Regions from separate parts of the Rattus norvegicus genome. Here region 1 is linked to region 2. The links are chromatin contacts, called in public Hi-C maps. All regions are on one chromosome and are shown on one strand. The core of a region is the stretch at or near the end of the contact, and the rest is flanking DNA. Distances in the headings are between cores, read along the strand shown. Region 1 holds the start of Pomgnt2 (protein O-linked mannose N-acetylglucosaminyltransferase 2 (beta 1,4-)). Region 2 has its middle 18 kb from the start of Ackr2.

Evidence for each region. Hi-C and Micro-C count contacts between places; a contact is called where the count stands out from the background.
Region 1: a contact with region 2 is called in a Hi-C map of liver, with 2.6 times the contacts expected there. The contact joins the promoter of Pomgnt2 here to the enhancer-like site in region 2. A contact is called at or near these places in 9 of 12 Hi-C or Micro-C datasets (the A7r5 cell line, Schwann cells, frontal cortex and 5 more) and 1 of 1 datasets of contacts at active chromatin or transcription factors (oligodendrocytes).

The regions. Positions count from the first base shown.
Region 1 is chr8:130,523,488-130,527,383 of GRCr8, forward strand. It overlaps Pomgnt2 (protein O-linked mannose N-acetylglucosaminyltransferase 2 (beta 1,4-)), which reads right to left and starts at 1,289. Exons shown (of 1, transcript NM_001009437.1): 1 at 1-1,289. The coding sequence starts at 1,289.
Region 2 is chr8:130,428,643-130,432,757 of GRCr8, forward strand. No RefSeq gene overlaps it. Among named protein-coding and RNA genes, the nearest start is that of Ackr2, 18 kb to the right of the region's middle. Within about 2 kb of position 2,404, at least 5 of the 93 cell types and tissues checked have an H3K27ac peak or open chromatin away from gene starts, as enhancers often do. A contact at or near this core is called in hepatocytes and liver, where this site is marked.

The sequences.
Region 1 (3,896 bases), core at 39-2,538, 94 kb after region 2:
TCTCGGCTCTGTAGGATGCGGGCCTGCTCAGCCCGGTCCAAGTGGGTGATTCCCCCTTGGTCCCAGGGTCGCTCGGGGTGCGTGACTGTGTTCTCCCGGATCATGTTTCTCCAGGCTACATACTGCAGGTCCATGCCAGGCAGTGTGGCCAGCGTCTTATAGGGGGTGTAGTGGTCAGGATTGACAGCGTACGGGAAGAGTTCAACCACAGTAGCCCCACGGGGCAGGAAGAGGGCTGTCACCAGCTGGGCCCCATGCATGCTGACTAACATGGAGGCGTTGCTGACCAGCCGCACGACATCGGCAAAGGTGTGGTCCTCCAGGGACACTGTCACGGTCTTCATCTGGAACTCTTGTGCTAGCTCCAGCAACAGCTCTGCCTCATTCAGGATGAGTCTATTCTGGGTGCGGCTGAAGACCAGAATGTATTCCTCCCCGAGGGGCGCCCCCGCGTGGCTCACGTTCAGCCTTTCAGTCATGAAGCGGGTGAACTGCCGGATCTCATTGCCAGAGACCAGGATGTTGGCCTTTGGGCCCTGGGGCTGGACAAAGCCGTACTGGTACCAGGTGGTGACCTTGGACAGGCCCACGAAAGCATGGGAAAAGCAGAGCAGCCGGCCCAGGGTCTTGAGCTGCGAACGGAGCAGCGGCTGCTTGGGGCTGAGGAGTTTATAGAGGTCAAAGTGGGCGCCCTCGCCCCACCCCTCCATAAAGAAGAGCCGGGCCTCTTGGGCCAGGCCGGGGAACTGCCTCAGTGTGTAGAAGAGGGGGAGCAGGTCATCATGGAAGACGTGCATGAGGTTATCGGGGTTGAAGCGGTTGGCGATGAGGGCCACATCAGGCACGAACACTGGCTTTGGCATGAAGCGCAGGGCTGCGGCAGGCAGCTCCACGAAGTTGAAGTACTGGGCATTATGGTCCTCCACAGTGGACAGGTCCAGCAGGGCCGGCTGGAAGCGCCGGGAGCCCAGGTTGGGCAGCATCACAGACGAGTTGCCGTGGAAAAAGATGAATTCTTCGGCCTCATTGGAGTAGCAGAGCCACTTGAAGCGGCAGATGCGGTCCGTGTGGGTGCGGCCCGTGCACACCATGTGGGTGCCACCCTCCATGAGGATCTGCAGGGCCTTCGGGTAGTCGATCCTCAGCCCTGGGACTGGATCCAGGGACTGCTGTCCAAGGGCCAGCTCCTCCTCTAGCGTGGCCGCATGCTCCCGCAACCGCACGTGCTTCCACAGGACCGCAGCCAGCACTGATACCAGGAGGGCGTTGAATACTGCAGAGAGGTGCATCCTATCGCCACCAGGGGGCCTCAGCGAGATGATGGCTGCTGGGCAGAGCCACAGCCCAAGTGGGCTTCACCCATCCATCCCTAAGTGTGCTGGAGGACCAGAAAAAGCCTGCAAAGGGTGAGAGAGAGGAGTCAACCCAGCCAGGACTCTCAGCACACTCCCGCCGTGTGCTTCCTCCACGTCCACACACCTACTTCAGCAAAGCTCCCCAGTGACATGTTGTGAGTCAAATCACAGGTTCTGGGCTCTTTGAGTTATTTTTGTATGTGTGTGTGTTCAGGGCATGTGTGCGTGTACAACATTTGGAGGCCAGAGGTCAGCATCAAGTATATTTCCCTGACTGTTCCTCACCTTGTGTTTTGGGGACAGAGTCTCTCACTGAACTTGGTCACACTGATTGAGTTGGACTGGCTGGCCAGGGATCTCCAGGATCTCCCCCGTCCCCCAGCTCTGCCTCTTCAGTGCTAGCATTAGAGATCACCACCATGTCCAACTTCTTATGTGGGTGCTGGATCTGACATAGATCCTCAAGCCTAACGGGCGCCCCATGAGCCATTTGTTTAGATGAACCGGCCCCCAGTCACCCTTCTAATTACACCGGTACCACTCAGCTGCTGAGCTGGGAGGATCAAGATAGCCTCTCAGCTGTTGCAAGAAGAGCAAGTCCTCTACCTGGATGAGTGCCCTGGCCCTCCCCCCTTCATTAGTAGCTGCTGAATCTGTCCCGCCTCAAGGTAAAGTACCTTGTGCCTTCAGCAGCCTCTGAAGATGTCAAGAGGAGTATCCTACACACACCTGTGCTATGGAGGGAAGACATTGCCACCACCGGAGCCCTGTAGAAGTTCAGTGAGGTACGGGTTTTGGGCCACATCTATCTCCAAACAGAACCCCTCACATTTGTGTAGTGATTAGTGCCAGTACCGAGGCATTTGGGGATTGAGGGTCGGGCACGTTCACTCACTCGGCCTCCTGAGTGGCCTTTCTTTTGGAATCCAGGCACCTGTTAGTAAGAGCAAGTGTCTGGCGGCCTTGCCACGGGCTATGATGAAACACTGGTTGAAATTCTGGCACCCAACCATTTTCTGATGTACAAAAAGAAGCATTTCGTTCAGTTAGGTTCCCTAAGAGGTGAGGCCTCCAGTGCAAGGAAAAGGGTTGGGATACCTCATAGTCAATAAAGGGCCACAGAAGCCCTGTGTGTTCAGAAGCACCCAAGGCACTCTCCTACCTTCATGATTCAGCGCTGAGGCTGGCCAGTGTTAGGCAGGAGCTGGCTGGGACTACCCATCACTGTTCCTTGAAACAGTGTTTCAAATGTAAGCACAGAAATCTCCCCAGAGAAGACAGAGACCAGGGATCGAGTTTGGCCAGGTGCCACCGAGGCACCCTGGACTGGAGCAGCACCCACCCTCCCTTCCTGGGTCTCCAGGTTAGGCCAGCAGTGGGATGGTCATTTCTGTCTATGTCCACTCTTCCTAAGGAGTTCCTCGGTGTGTTCACACTTCCTCCAAGCCCTGTGTTGAATCTCCTGGGACTCAGAGGAGGCAGAGACATTGCCCTTGGGGTGCCAGAGAGCTTACTTCTGGATTTCTGGCTCAACCCAGTGGCCTGCTGTCTAAGAGGGACTGGTCAGACTAGGTGAAGAAGCCAGTCCGTGTTCCTATCCAATGGACAGGAGGAATGGGGGTGTCCCATGGCTACTAACCACAAGCAAACTGGCCTGAGGGTACAGATAGTATGCTAAGGACTGCACACAGGAGAGACACAGGGACCCTGTTTTCAGAGAACTTTCTTCATTTTTGAAGCCAGACCGAGTTGGAGCTCTGGCTTATCACAGACAGGCACATGACAGGAGAGTACAGCTTTCTGAGTGATGTGCTCAGCCCCAGCAGAACAATGCTGTACCCATTTCCCTGCCCTGGGCCCCAATTCTCCTTAGAAATTACCTGACACAGCAAACCAGTTACAGAGCATCAGCAGCTAGACACCAGTGCCATCTGCTGGAGAGAAGCAGGACTGCAGGAGAAAACAGGCGACTGTCAGCTCCAGTGTCTATAGGACCCTGGCTGGAGAAGGGAGACAGGACTTGGCTCTTTCTGTACTCTCAGAGGATCAAAGGTGTTTCTAGTTAGATGTGAGTACCCGTCTTGTGCCTTCCAATATGGCAGTGGCAGAGGATAGGACAGATATGGAAGGGGATGGGAAGCCCTGAGAGTAGAGAAAACATTCTGTCAGAACCTCCTGTGGTCTGAAACATAGAGTGGACTGACGGGATGTCAGCCGACTTTGCAACTTACAGTCAGGCAGCCCGAACAAAGGCCGAGTGACTGGAACCAAGAGACCGAGTGTGGAGCTAACCCACACTCCTCCCTGCTGGGACCCTGAGGAGGAGGCTTGTTCTCTGAGGGCTCTGGGCTCACCCATGGGACAAGACTGCAGCTTTGTGGGTTAGCCTTTCTGACTGCCTACACTCACTCAGGTAAGCCAGGACTGAGGACAGACAACAGACTTGTTCACCATCCTTCCTAATGGGGTCCTGTATTTTGTCACTGTGGAGGAGAAAAAGTGTGGGGCAGTCAGTGGTCATGATAAAATTCTGTCTTTCTC
Region 2 (4,115 bases), core at 1,154-3,653:
TTTAAATTCATGATATACCAGTAGTTCTGGGAAACAAAGATTTTCCAGGAAGTCATGGGTGATGTCTGTTGACGGGACATGAAGTTCCACTTTGGTGCTGACAAAGTGTGGGGTCATATGCCAACTGAAGGAGTGATGAGGACTGCAGACCTTTTGCCTGTCAGGTGTGGATCCAGATTTTCCTGTCACTTCCAACTTGTTTCCCTTGCCCTGAGTCACTGGAGACCCATCGATGATGAACACAATGCCAGACTCTTGTTAATCAGCAAGATCCCAGACACTTCCTGAGGCCTCAGCACATCCAATGGGCCGGTGTGGACTTAGAGTACCACAGAAAAGCAAGACACAATTCTCCCTTCCAGAAGCCCTCGTCTGGGAAGGGCCGTGTCCCTCAGTGAGGATGACGTTTCAAATGAGCTGCTCCAGCAGGAAGCAAGTCCTGATTTCCGTTTGTGCAACCTGCCAGTTGGTTGTAAACACTGACGCCAGCCTTTATGGCACAGCCTCACTGTCCCAGCCAACAGACAGCTGTGATGGTCAGCCACATACCACGAGCAATCTCCAAGCAGTGAGCTCTGCGGAAGCCAGGCTGTGGCTGTGCATTGGCAGCCTCCCGATGCTCACATAACCTCCTGTGGGTAAACACCGTGGAGGCTGCAGGTGGGGTGTTCCCACCAGCGTTATCCCACCCTTGTGACTCAGAAGAGCTCGACTTCACTGTGTCATTTAGGTTGTGGTTTTGACTTCTTCCTCCTGGAGGCTTCTCTAGAGGATTATGGGAAGAAATATCCTAAAAGAGAGACCTGATCCGTGAATTGGGAGGGTACTTTCTTGAGGTCCATCTGAGATGTCGGCTGTCATGAGAGCCTTGAGAGCAGTGCTACAAGCCTGCATGCACCCTAGATCTTGGGAGGTAAAGGCAGAGTAGGTGCTCAAGGCTAGCCTTCCTGGATATGCTACCTGTTCCACAAACGCTCTTTAAAAAGTCTTTAAAATTCACAATGCAAAGGGGCTGGAGAGATGGCTCAGTGGTTCAGAGCACTAAATGCTCTTCCAGAAGTCCTGGGTTCAATTCCCAGAAACCACATGGTTTCTACCACAACCATCTATCTGTCTATATGGGGATCTGATGCCCTCTTCTGGCATGAAGGTGTACATGCAGATTGAGCACCCGAGTACCATTAAATAAACAAAGTAAATAAATTCACAATGCAGAACCCCTCGGGTAAGCTCCCTACCTTGGGGAAACTTACTCCAATCTCTCTTCGGGGTGTTCACTTTGCTTAGTAAAATTTTGCTTGAAGCTACCTATGTCATTCTATTGAATTCATTTCTTTGAAGAGACCCAGAAGTCCCTATAACACATGGGCGGGAAATCTCTAAGACACACCAGTAGTGCTGACCATGGGGACAGGCGGCCTCAGGGGGACCGTAAAGCCAGTAGTCAGACACACAAGCTTGATCATGAGATGTTTTTGGTTGAAGACCTGGTTCTGTCATATCCTAGTTCAAATCCCCTTTGTCTCTGTGCCTCAGTTCTTCATTCTGAAGGAGGAGTAACTAACACAATCCAAGAATTAAAGTTAGTCATGATGTTGCTGGGGAGGTAGACAGAGAGGGTTAAATAACTTCTGTGTGTGTGTGTGTGTGTGTGTGTGTGTGTGTGAGAGAGAGAGAGAGAGAGAGAGAGAGAGAGAGAGAGAGAGAGAGGAGGATGGAGGATGGAGTGTCCCTATATCCACCTGGAGCTCGGTTTTGGCTACTGACTTCCAAGGATCCTAGAACAGTGAGAGCCTGTTTCAAAAGCTAAGATTACAAGCACCACCACCACACTTGTCTTTTTACCTGAGTGTTGGGAACCCTCACTCAGATGTTTGTGCTTGTGTGGAGAGTACTTCACTGTCCAAGACGTCTCTACAGCCCCAGGGACAGCAAGACTGTGCAAAGGCTGACTCTCTTTTGTGTGAAGGGAACTGGCTGCCTACTTGATGACTTAAGGTGGGGCATAGACAGGCATGTTTTTATTATCACGTCTCATTGGGGGCTAACATCAAGCTGTCATTTTACTACTATTCTTTCATAAGCTGGGGTTAGGTAGATTTGAGTGTTTAAGTTTCAAGATGTCACATGTTGGCTAGAGGAATGTTCAAACAGTGGCACACACCACAGGTGCTGTGACAGCGTATCACATAGCTGGTCCATAGCTGGTTAGGAGAGGGGAGCCACCTTGACCTTAGGGAGTTCTCCGGGATCCTGTAGCCCCGCTTGACACTCCCCGTAAGCCTGACAGGCTGACAGTAAGCACAAAGAATCTTGAAATCAAGTCCAGAGATCATGTCCACCCTCACTCATTCCTGGATATGCCCCTGGGCAGAGTTTCAAAACTTCGGTCACTACGCAGAAGAGGCTTATGAAAGTAGGGGAAGAGTCACAGCCAACTCTGCAAATGTGAAAACAGTGGTGTGTGTTCTGGAACGCAGGGGAACATTTCTTTTTTCCAGGTGTGCCAGTACCGGGGCGGGTGGGAGTGGGGGAGGGGGCATCAAAAGCATTTCCCGCAGCGGATGAAGCAGGCCGCCTCCCCTCCTTGTTCTCGTCCTCCGGTCCCGTCTGTCCATCCATATGTCCGTCCATCCGTGTAGTGCTGTAGTGTCTGCAGCCTTCAGCGCCAGACTCCCGGACCTCTAAAACCAGGGGGCAGATGAAGCCAGCCGGGTGGTTAAGTGCGATTCGTGGTGGGGTCCTTCAACTGGACAAGTGCTTCAGAGCCCTGTGAAACGCCAAGAACCCTTCAACTCCCCGAGGTTGTATTTTCTAGAAAAATGAGTCAGGCTAAACCGCCCCTGAGGCTTCATAGCTGTCATGTCCTCTGCCGTTTGCCAGACTCCGAGACCGCACCCAGGCCCCAGCTCCCAGCAGCCTGTCCACTGTGCAGACGCAGCTTTCCCTATCGAGTACGTTTCCTTGCCCTGCTCTACGTTTCCCGTGAAGCACGTGACCCGGGTAGAGCCCCCTAGAGCGGCTCCTGCAACCCACTTGGCATGGAAGGGGTCAGGATGTTTCCTCAACTGACTCCTTTAGGGGTGCTTCAGTGGTAACGTGAGGAACCGTGTTTGATGGGGTACGACCTGAGCTGCAGGGTGGTTTGAACGTGAAATGTTCCTACAGGTTCCTTTAATGTCATGCTCAGACTCCAGCTGGAGGCTCTGTTTTGGAGACGAGGTGGAACCTCAGTGGGGTTAGACCCTGAGGTTTGATAGCTGGGTTCTACTTCTTGTCCACTCTCTCTTTCATGATTGTTACCACACTGAGACTTCTGGCTCCTGCCACTGTGCCTCCCTGAGCCCAGACTCCTCTAAGTCACTTCTTCTCGGGTATTTGGTTACAGTAGAAACCACTGAGGTTTCCACTCAGAAAGCAGAGACAGGCTCCCAGGAGCAAGCTGGCTAGATGGCTTTCCTGCATCAGGGAGCTTGGGCTCCAGTGGGAGACCTTCATCAATGAACCTGGATGAGAATGGTGGAGTGATAGCCCCCCAACGTCAGCCTGGAGGTTCCATACATGAACAAAATGTGCAGAGGCACAGGGAGAGGATACATGTTTGGATTCAGAGCATGGGGTGCCGACAATCAACTGAGTGGAGGCTGAGGGTGAGGCTTAGAGTAGTCAGGTCCAGATCCAAGTCCTGTAATCTGCATGATCTTATGTCTCTGTAATTTTCTTCCTTTTAAAATGGAGCTGAGAACAGAGCAGACAGGGGGCCTACATGGATCCTTAAAGTAGTGCCTCCAGCCCAATTACTGGGCTGTTCCTTATTTTTATCTGGGCTGTGGCCCATGACAGGCCCTTGGGGATCAGAACTTAATGGAGAGTTGGAATGTTGCAGATCAAGAACCAACTTATCTTGGGCTGTTCTCAGCCCTCCTAGCATCTGACCTGCGATCTTTGTGATTGTCAGGTTAATCCTTTTGAAATGTTTTAACTGAACAGACCCTCTAGCTTTCACTAGCATAATAGCTAAGAATGTTACCAGCGAGAATATGAGACCCACGGTGAGATTTCCCCCACTCTGAAGTAGCAGGCCTACCTGATGTCTCTACTAACCTGTTTGAAAC